2 separate regions of the Ovis aries genome follow, and region 1 is linked to region 2. A link is a contact called in public Hi-C data. All regions are on one chromosome and are shown on one strand. The core of a region is the stretch at or near the end of the contact, and the rest is flanking DNA. Distances in the headings are between cores, read along the strand shown. Region 1 overlaps RASGEF1B (RasGEF domain family member 1B). Region 2 overlaps RASGEF1B (RasGEF domain family member 1B).

Region 1 (5,965 bases), core at 1,484-3,983, 140 kb before region 2:
CAAAGATAACAAAAGCAGGGGTCCTGTCTTCAGTAAGTCACTTCCCAGCAGATAATGACAAGTACCCTAATAATAGGATGTGAATCCTGTGATTGGGAGAAGTTTATTTTGATTCTAGCCAGAGTGGAGGAATATAGCAAAATGCTTCTTAGGGAATCTGAGCTGTGCTTTTTAGGACAGGTGGGAAATCATAGACAGACAGTGAAGAAAGGATCTTTCAGAAACTAGGAGCAGTATAAACAAAGGCATAGACTGGAATCTACTGAAGAAAAACACAATTGGCCAAATGTAGCTTGAGGTTTAGGTAAATTATAGGAGAGAGTTGGAACTAAAGCAAAAAAGGGAAAAAGAGCCACATTTTGGAGTGTTCTAAAAGGCAGGTAGAGAATTTTGGACAGTACTCCATATAGAATCAGAGGTTTGAAAACCAGAATTTGAGCTGTGATCAGTGTTTTTATGCAACAAGATGAGATACTTGTAGTGTTATTTTTTTAACAACAACAACAAAAGATTCACATAGTCTACTCTATGTTCTGCAAGATACCTTAGCAGATTAGCCTGAAAATATTCTGCGCTTCTGTCGATATTCCTTCAGAATGTCATAAGAGGTCTTGTAATGTACCCTGCATAAGGTTAAATGAGTTTGCACTGACTGCGAGCTGAAGGTGCCTGTGTAAAAATGCTGCCTCGGGTATTTCAAGTGACAACTGTTACGGGTAAGTGCTTGAGGCACTGTTGTGAGAAGCAGGACAACGGCTTCACGCAGTAGGAGAGCCAGCCAAGTCCCTGAAACCTCTCTCTGTTTCCTTCCTCATAGGAACAGCAATGGAAACCTTCGATGTACAGCGGCATAACTCCCATCTGCTTTGCAAGCCCTCTGCTTGAGAAGCCAGTTGGCAAAGTAAGAATGAATTCATTTCTTGCTGAACGGTTTAATTTGAGTCTGTTGGCTGTTCTTTCTTTTGTCTTGAGCTATTTGGGTGATATAATCAAACTGATCTCATAAAAGTGGCTGATAAAAATCCAGATTTTGAACTCTTTGGTTCGCCCTAGTGGCATTGCTCCTTGGCAAGATGTTGAGCTAAGTGATGTTGATCTGAGATTCCCAGGTCTTCACGTGGATCTCGATGCTGTCCTCCCCAGCTCCCTTCAGTGTCCCGCTTTCTCAGCTCTTTGTCTCACCTTCCCTTGCCGATCGGAACATATTAGAAAGAAAGAGGTGGCTTTTAGTCATCTACATTGTAGGGGAAGGGAAACCTTTTTCCTCATCTCTTTTAGCTTAGTGCCTGGGGTAATGCAAATTAAACCGAGAAAATAAAAAAGACAGGTAGAGAAAAGATTTATTACTGTGAATAAAGAGGCCTTCATAGAAAAGAAGTGAAGACCCAGAGAAGCAACTGTATTTGAGACTTGTATAACATTTTAACAAAGAGTGATATTGGAAAAGTGACAAGAGAAAGGTGAAAGGTTTGGGGCTTCCCTGGGCTACAAATTGTGAGCTGGTTAATATATGGGGGAAATTAATGAAAAATTAAGAGTTACTTGGTAAGGTGTGTTATACGAACTCAAGTTGGTGCCTTTTCTACTACTAAGAGTCTTTTCTAGCGATTAAAAGTCATCTTCTTCCTGGTATGGAAAAGCAAGATACCGTTACAAATTTATGTTACTTTTACAAAGGAAAGTTTATGTACTACTTTCAGACAGAAAGAGAAGTCAGAGAGCTTGGCCTACACCTGCTATTTCTCAATTGCCTTTGACTCAGAGTAATCTTTATGCAAAAGTGGCATATTTAGGGGTGGCAAAATCTGATTCTCTTCAACATCTTATTGTGAAATCCAACCGCCACTCTGCTTCTTCCAAACATATTTGTTATTTAAACTATCTTGTAGAATGAAAAACTTTGACTCCAGAAGAGAAGTTACAGTATTTGTCCTGAACTTGAAATCACACCCATCAGTCCCACCAGGGAGTATAGAGCTGGATAGTTAAGAGGTGGGTTCCTAGAGTCAGGATGCCCAGGGTCACCAGCTCTGTGACTTTGAGCAAATCAAATGTAAAGAAGTCTTCATACTGGTACCTGCCTCACGGAACTGTCATCAGAATTAATTTAATAAAAATTCATGAGAACAAGGATTTTTTAAACCTATTTTGTTTACTGTATATGCAAGTAGTCAACAAATGCAAATGAATTGAATGAATGAATAAATGAAACACTATACACATGATAAACGTAGAGGAAACACATGCTCAATTTGCTTATTTCAAGAAGTGAGAGCTGGAGGGTGTTGTATGTAGGGAGGGACACCATTCTCGACACTTTGGCGAGAATGCCAAGGACAATTGCCAGGCACACCTTAACAGAAGCACCAATCTACCTGGGATAAGTCACCTTCCTGTCCTTTGCTACAGTTATTGGTGCATCTCCAGACCACACACAATCCAGCCGCTAGGATGAACCATAGTCAGTGTCAAACAAACAAAACTTCTTTCAGTAGGTCTTTTCTCTCCAGCTTCTACATATGTGGGCAGAGCTGGAGCTTTTGTAGTTTTTAAAAGGAAATGAGTCTATTTTCCCCAGCAATTCCTGGTAATTCTGCCTTGGCGGTGAGTCCTGCCAAGACAGCTGTCTTTGGAGTACGAACTCCCAGTGGAACAGGAAGCCTCCTGCCCATGCTCTCAGCGCGGCTGACGTTTTGCATGCGTAGCAGGGGAGTGACCCAAGCTTCTTGGGACTGACTTTTCTGTACTTCATGTTCACTAAGGTCTGCACTTCCCCTCTGCTGACTTCAGTTCCAAGCAAGAGGAGTATCCTTTGGCCCAAAGATTAAAACAACAAACAAACAAAACACTCCCTGAACATCACAAAATGTGTTGGCAGCAGCTCCATTTCACTGCTTTGTCCCTCCCTGGGTCCCTTCCAGCCCTGCTTCCTTTGACTTTATTTATGTAGGTTCTAAATAGACCACCACTTCTTGGGGATGGAAAGAAGCCATTCCAAAGGTTGAGTTCAGAAGTCCACAAGCCCTGGAGAGACTCTTTTGACTAAATTTCACACCAACCTAATAGCCAGTCCTGAGTTTACTTGCCGTTTTCCTAGACCTGATTGAGAAACGCTAATAGCAATGTAGAAATGGTGGAGAGTGCCTTTGGTAAATGCTTGCCAGAGAGCCAAAGGAAGTCAAGGGTAGTATGACCATTCTTGGGTTTTGCAGATGGCTCATTGGTAAAGAATCCACTGGGAGATTCTTGATGCAGGAGACATGGGTTTGATCCCTGGGTCAGGATGATCCCCTGGAGAAGGGAATGACAATCTACTCCAGTATTCTTGCCCGGGAAATCCCATGAACGGCAGAGCCTGGTGGGCTATAGTCCATGGAGTTGTAAAGAGTTGGACACGATTTAGTGACTAAACAACATGACCATTCTTGGTTCGATAATATTTCGCAGTATGTTCCTCAGGTTTCCCTCCCCCACAGGGCTGAATGAGCAGGTAATTGTCTATCTGTACAGTGACACCAGGACTGTCCTGGGTGAGAGGAGCTGCTCCCAGAGAATACACTTTCTCTCTTTTCTCTCCATAGCTCTGGCTTTAGCTTAACACATGTTCTGTGAAATATTCTAATGAATTCATTTTTAAAATCAGCTCTCTAATCCATCCGCCTGGGGGTGTATGTGGCGGGGAATGATGCCAAATTGTAAGAAAGTCAAGCTTTAATTATAGAGGTCAATGGAAGGCAGCATTTGGGGGTGGATAATTAAAACCTATGTTTAATCTGCCCAGAATCCAAACTCTCTTCCTCACTGACAAGAAACTTTCTGTTGGTTAAAGGCTTCAAGGTGGACCCAGAGGCAGTTTCTACCACCCAAATTAGGGTGCCCCAAGCTGAACCAAAGACCAGTGTTTTCCTGCTACAACGGAGAGGAAAAGTGTTGAGAAAATATCAGTTAGAAAACAGGGGTTTCCAATGTGAGCTCATAATAGAATAAGGAATATTTTGGCGCCAACTCCAGTCTTACCACTAAATGATAAATCTTCTCATTAGTGGTTATGATTAGAGGACAGGAATTAAAGGAGGGAAACTTCCTTCTTTTCTAGGGAGAAGCCCTTGACATCACTCTGGGCAGCAAGCAAGCCTGGAATGTGTGAATATCCACTCTCAGATCAAGAAGAGTTTTCTGTTTTATTTTACATCACTGGAGTCAGCGCCTTTTGAATGGAGCATGTAAATTTATGTAAACAAGAATGCAAATGTTAAAAAAATATGTGTCTTGGGATTTCCTGGGGATGCCTTGGTAGCTTTGTCTTCCTGCCTTTGTATCATCTAAATATCGTGTTGTGAAAACTCGGATGAACTTACTTCCTCAAATCCCACAATGTTATAACTAGAGAGAGGGTTTTCTTTATCATTTATAGGAGATATTTTGGAGAATGAATTAAGACAGACTAATGTATTTGACACTAAACATGTTAGCTCCAAGAAGATACACAGGCCAACAATAAATGCAAAATGGATTGGAGAATTTCAATAAATTGATGGCAGATTCAAAGTGGATTATTGAAAGGGAATTAGAGAATGATGATGGAAACAAAAGCAGGGATTTAAGGAGATAGGTGACATGAGAAGACGCCATAAAATTCAAACTCCAGGCTGTCCTTCAAAATTCTCACTGAGGCTACTGACAAGAGATGGGTTTAAAGAAGTATTAGTTCAACTCAGCATAACAGTCCATGCCAAGTGTGGATCATGCCAAGTCTAAATGACCCAAGCAAGTGCCATGACCTCTGAAAGCTGCAGAGAATACACAAGCAGATGGGACTGTTTGGGATTAAGAGCTGCCCATGAGTATGGCTGTGCCAACCTGTCTTTCTCAGTATAATTTAGGAGACAGGTAAACTTGTCCTCAAGTCTAAGGAAATGTAACTTTAATACATGATTTGATTAGGCCAGAAGGAAATGGAGAGAGATAAACAGCCTTGAAGGATAGCAGTGTTATTGAATGGAAGGGTAACTAAGAAAGTAAAGGAGGCCCCCTGGGCCTTCTATATTTCTCCATGAGTAAAGGGGGAAACTGGAGGAGCTGGGTGGAAGTACTGGATAAACAACAGATAAGAAAGGAGCTGGTGAACTCAGAATTAACCACATATAGAGCTGCTTTATTTCAGAGTTGAGAGGCATCTTTGGGAAGAAAACAAACAGAGGTGTCCCCTTTTTGCACACTGATCTTTAGCTTCTTTAAACACTGAAGAATTTTTCTCACCAAAGGAAAATTTAACTTAGCCAAAATGGACCACTTTAAGAATCGTCGTCTAAGTCATGGCCCACTGAGAATCTCTGAGTGTGTTACATCATTATATCATGGCTAGGTCTGCATAGACAGCACCAATTCAATGAGAAGTACCTTGGAACTTAATACTCAATATTTAGGGGTCTAAGTGACTAAAGAAGATGGAATGAAGAACTCAACCCACAAAGTACTCTGTGGCCTATTGCCGTTTCCAAAAAAAAAAAGAAAAAAAACCCAAAAGTTAGGAATGGAATAATCCAAAGAGAATAATAATTGTAAGCACAGCAAGCTACTACAATTACTATAGCCATAGATAAATGTAATTTTCATTAATTGAGAATGAGGGCACCTGATGTGACTGGCTCTCTTTTTCTATACATTTAGCTTCTGGTCACTGAGGTAAAATGCATTAAGCCAACTATTCTTCAAGGTGAAAGAAACTTCCAAGGTAAAGGGTCAGCTCTCTTCTCCTAAGATAGTGGAGGATTTAGTTGGGCATATGTCCACCCAACTAAAGAGCACCTTTTCAGCATCCCTTGCAGCTAGATGTTGGCTATATAATATTATGGGAATGAGATATGAATGGAAGTGATGTATGTAATTTTTGAATCATGCCATTCATATTAAAGGCAGACCCTTCCTGCTGGCTGGAATATAAATATGGTAGCAAAAACTGAAA
Region 2 (5,175 bases), core at 774-3,273:
TAAAACCGATCATCTTAAAATCAATCTTTTGACAAGTCTGTATATTACTTTATATGGTCTGTATATTACTTTGTTTCGAGGTATGTCTATGTCTAGAAGTCATTCAGTTGATTCATATTTTATTAGGAAACTCTGGTATGAAAATTACTGTAACACAGAGAAAGCACAAGTTAGTCTTGTAAGAAAGGAAAGCACTTTATAGACCACTAATATCCTTCTGTTTATCTAAAAGGGAAGAATGGAGGAGGGGTGGCAGATAAGGGTAATTTTTCAAGAACTTGCAGTCAAAAAAATAGTATTATCCCAGTAACCATGTTGATAGAAAATTATACTTGTTTACTAAATGTCCTAAGTATCAGGTTATTTTCCTACTGAGGTAAATTGGGTGTAGAAACATAAACCCTTTTAGTTAAGGTTGCTTCCCCATTTGATATTCTGTAATTTGACTTGAAATCTATCATGTGTAAATGATGATTCCACTACTTATCTCTGTGCTGTGCAATATGGTAGCCAGTGCTGTTCAGTAACTAGCCACATGGGGATATATGAACTTAAGTTTAACTAAATTAAACAAAACAAAAAAAATTGCACGAGTCATGTTTTAAGTGCTCAATAGCTATGTGTGTAAGTGGCTGATGTATTGGCCAGAAAAAGAAAGTTTCAAATATCTCAGCAAGCTCTTTTTGACAGCCCTTAATTAGATGATGATGATTTTGATTATCCAGAAGATCATTTTTATTCCTCTGGGAAAATGACAATTAATTCTCATCATAAACAGCACCCAAGACGTAAGGAAATAAGACCGACTGGCTTTGTATGTTTGCAACTGTATTTCATGAGCAATGCCACCTTCCAAAGTTCAGTAATTTGCCACAATCACACATGCCAATTTCTCAAAAAATTTCCCCCAGAACTCCCAATTGTCCTTTTACTTTTCTAAACCAGCACCTACTGTTTCTGCTAGAATGCACCAGCCCTTTCAACGACAAGGAACGTGGAGCCATCTACTGTTAAGGCCAGGAACTGCATGGAAGTTGTAGATGAAAAACTGTAGGAAGAATATGCATGGGGATCATTTCCTACAAAAAAAAAAAAAATAGTAAAGATTTATCTCAAAGAAAGGTTTTAAATGATCCTCCAGGCCTATTTATAGTTTCCATGTACTGAATTGTTATTTTGTGTCTTGATAAACTGCTGACAAGATATTCCCAAGTCAAAAGATGACAAACTTTAGCTTTGTTTTTCTTCCAGGGAAACCAAAGATAGTAATTATTTGAGTCAGAATTCTTTTCCTTCGTTGATTAGGAATTAGTTTTTTTTTTTTTTTAAAGTAGCATCTAGGGGAAATGAAGCAAAATGCAAATTCATTTTTTTATATGGAAACCTGTAACAAATCAGGAAATATCCCTATTTCATGCTTATAGAGAGAAATAGGACCTTCTTTCCTCAGAAATACTGATTATTTCCCCTTGACTGTGAGATCTCCTAAGCATCTGGGGCTCAGTTCCAAAGAATGTACTTATCTGGGAGTTACTTACTTTTTGTTCTCACGCCAAAGAGGTGAGTCCATTCTTACTTGTCTGCTCTGCATTGTTTGTAATCTCAACACAATACCTCTTTTTTCAAGGAGGTTAACAAAGGTGTAGCTTTACTAGCATCTAGAGATGCTGCTAGGGAGAAATGAGAAGATCATCTTTGAGATGTTTTCAAGCTCAAAATAAGCATGTTTTAGATTGTGTTGGAAACTTGATTTTACTTTCTTCCAACTCAGATCCATAATTAGAGAAACACTCTCTGAGCCTACTGTTGACTGTTGTCTTCTGAGATTCCACAGTGCCTGAAGGAGGACAAAAGTACTTGAGATCCCAGCTGGAGTCAAGCTGAAATATGTGAACTCTTTTTTCATTCCCATCTCTGGAACCTCAAGTGAGAAAGGGAAGTGGTGGCCTCTCACCAAAGGGCAAAGTTCCTCTGGAATCTAGATGGGAATTTGGGAACCAGTCATTCCCGGATCTTAAATTAAGCCTCTCCTTACTAAGCAAATATGGTTTCGAAGTTCAACTGTGATAGAGTGGCTATCCTCTACCTCACTGGGACACATGCCCAGCATTTTTGAACAGAAGCAAAAAGATAGTAATCAATATAAAGGCATTGGGTTTATTAAATATCTCACCAAGGCGCTCTATGATGAAATAGGGAGAAATACACCTCTTTTTTTTCTTACACTCCTACCCTTTGCAATCTCATTCTCCTGGGTGTAAATGAAATGCTGACTTGACATCTTGGTAGAGATTTACAAAACACCTAAAGCAGATGTTGAAGGATGGCCTTTGATTTAGTTCCCACACCCATCTTTTCCTGGCCCTCTTTTCCAATTTGCATTGTCACCTGAAACCACCTTAGCCTCATGCACCTGCCTCCCCATAAATAACCTTGTGCAAAAGCAGTCGCTGATTCAAGCACAGTCTGCTTTTCATCTGGTGCCTTAGTTGGTTTGAAACCATTAGGCATGCCTTTCAAATCCATTCATCCCTTAAATCACCCAGAGCCTGCTTCCTTGCTGCTGGATCAATGTCACGCTGAACTCTGGCAGGGTCCTTGAAAGAACATGATATATCTTTGTGACTGAATTAGCTGCTCCTGTGAGATATCTTGTCTGTCAACCAACTTTCCAGGTTCCCAAATTCATTTTAAGAAAGAGCATTCATCTTGTATACCTGGATTGGGTATCGCTTACTTCCCCTTCGGAAGTTTCCCAGAAGAACCTGTAATCTGTATGCTAATTCTGGCGACTCAAAGCTTTCTTTTATCCTGGGTCATTGTTTTAAAAACCAAATTCATTTCCCATTGTCTCATTGCCTTCTCTCCATTCCAAAGTCCTCAGTTTGTGGAGGGTGTGGGAGGCGGGGAGGCCTATTTAATTATCTCTGCCCCCCCAAAAAAGAAGTGTCTTTTTCATTCTCTTTAACTCCATTGGATCAGTACTACCAGGAAAAAAAAAAAATATTGCTTTCTAAGGAGCCAGTTTTGAATGTGTTACACCAAGGTTCTCTTCAGAACCACCATATTCTCCTTCTTTGAGGAAGTGGGTAATAAATACGATCCAAGTTCTGTACAGGCCAGCACACATACTTCCTAATCTGAGATCTGAACTCTCTAAAAGTATATACACATTTGTTGGTTGATTTCTTGCAGAGAAGTTTGTGATCTCCCTAAAGAGCTAGAGCCACTGGCCAAATAGAATATATTCTGAGTTTCCAGCAACTGGGTTACAAATGAAACTTTGCAAGGTGAGAACTGTTTGTGAGGTTAACCTGTCTCTTAAGCCTTATCTTCCTGGTAGTAATTTGAATAGAGTCAACAGCTTTTTCAAGCATCTCACATAAATCTCACTTTTTCCAAAGGAGTTAACTGCTTTGAAGTTTGACTTAACCAGCAAATTAAGGACTCTGCTTAATCGCCTGGGGGAGGAAATGGCAATCCGGTCCAGTATTCTTGTGTGGAGAATCCCATGGACAGAGGAGCCTGCGGGCAGCAGTCCATAGGATCTCAAAGAGTTGGACAAGACCGAGCACAGCACAGCACTTAATGCTGTCACTTATTTCAGTTTTGGAAAAAAGTGACTTTCTCCTAAACCAGAATTTTTGCTAGCTGGTCCCCACAGCAGGTACACTGGGTTGGGCAAAATTTGTACTAAAGAAGGATGGAGAACTTGGTGGAGGATGTGCTAAAGGAGGATGGAGAAGGTAGTGTTGAGATTATGCTGGAAAGGATAGAGAAGGTAAGTAAATTGAGAGTTTACAAAACCCCACAGACAGAACATAGTAATTGTGAGAACTGTAAAGAGAAGGTTTGCTGCAGATAAGAAGCCAGAGCTTCACTGAGATTAAAGAAAATAAATGGAAGCTGTGGGTAGGAACTACCTTAAACTCAGTCTTCCGTCCACTGGGGTAATGTTAGCAAAGGATTCCTGGAATTAATAGCTCCCGGGGCTAAATGCTTCTTTGGATTCTCATGTCCAGTACTTGGACATTCTGTGAATTTGTTTTCTTAAACAAAAACCAAGCCAATATTTAATCTTCTGAGCCTCCCTATTTAATTCTAGAAATGTAGCAGGTTGAACTAAAGTCTTGGACATCAAGTTTGAGCAATGCTAAATAAACAGTTCCTGATGTGGATAATAAGAGGAAAGATACTTGAGAGAAAAAAATTCCACTATGTTTATCTTTGGAAGTATTTAAAAATCCACTTCACAAACAGTACTTTCTGTGCCATTCTGCTGACCTTTCCTCTTGTTTAACAAATACATCTATTACGCAAGGCAGTTGATCTTTCCAAAAAACAGACTGGCCACTTGCTAGAGATTGTCCAGAAATTAGTTATGCCTACTGTGATCTATGAGCTTTCTTTGTGTCATTTTATCTCATCAGATTTTTTTCTGGAAATCTATAAAGTACACACAAGCAAATATCACTGTATTTCATTGAATCTAAGATTTCATCCATTATAAGATGCTCTTTTTTTTTTTTTAGTTTTTTATTTTTTAAATTTTAAAATCTTTAATTCTTACATGCATTATATATTGCTAAAAAAAAAGACTGATGGTTAAATGTATTTTCTTGTCACTCAACTATCTAATGAATCCCAATTTCAAAGAAACTAAAATATAAAGAAGTGTATATGAGAATCTCTGAAATCTTTGACTAGAGGGGATTATTCTTTGATGGCAAAGGTCAGTATCTTAAATACTTCTGTTGACAGTGTTGCTTTTTAATAAGAGTAATTAATGGCCTATCATGCATCTTTGGAGCAAGGATTTATGTAGAACTTGTAAAGCATATAAATTATTCTAATAGACTACAATTTGGGACAGACTGACAGGCTTTTCATTTAATGGGTAAACATTAGAAGTTCAAAGAAGACCATTTGCAGTATAGCATGATGTAGAGTTGTAAATTTTGAACCTGGAATGTGAAGACCTGGGTTTGAAACGCAGTATGCAAGTTGAATTATCAAGATGGTTTGTGGTCAAATCAATCAGCTGATCAACAACAGAACTTTGGGCTAATTAGAAGGCAGAAAGCAACCAGTGACATGGTCTTTTCTTAAATTAGATTTTTAGTAAACTGTAACCCCAATTAACTTATCTCAGTTTACCATCCTTTGCTCTTTGCA

Evidence for each region. Hi-C and Micro-C count contacts between places; a contact is called where the count stands out from the background.
Region 1: a Hi-C map of liver shows a contact between it and region 2, with 7 times the contacts expected there. The contact joins two enhancer-like sites. A contact is called at or near these places in 6 of 16 Hi-C or Micro-C datasets (liver, mixed tissues, muscle and 1 more).

Annotation. Positions count from the first base shown.
Region 1 is chr6:97,089,224-97,095,188 of ARS-UI_Ramb_v3.0, reverse strand. It overlaps RASGEF1B (RasGEF domain family member 1B), which reads left to right. Exons shown (of 17, transcript XM_042251549.2): 4 at 818-901. Among named protein-coding and RNA genes, the nearest start is that of TRNAW-CCA, 24 kb to the left of the region's middle. Within about 2 kb of position 2,733, at least 11 of the 54 cell types and tissues checked have an H3K27ac peak or open chromatin away from gene starts, as enhancers often do. A contact at or near this core is called in liver, where this site is marked.
Region 2 is chr6:96,950,804-96,955,978 of ARS-UI_Ramb_v3.0, reverse strand. The region is part of intron 4 of RASGEF1B (RasGEF domain family member 1B); the gene reads left to right. Among named protein-coding and RNA genes, the nearest start is that of TRNAW-CCA, 160 kb to the left of the region's middle. Within about 2 kb of position 2,023, at least 10 of the 54 cell types and tissues checked have an H3K27ac peak or open chromatin away from gene starts, as enhancers often do. A contact at or near this core is called in liver, where this site is marked.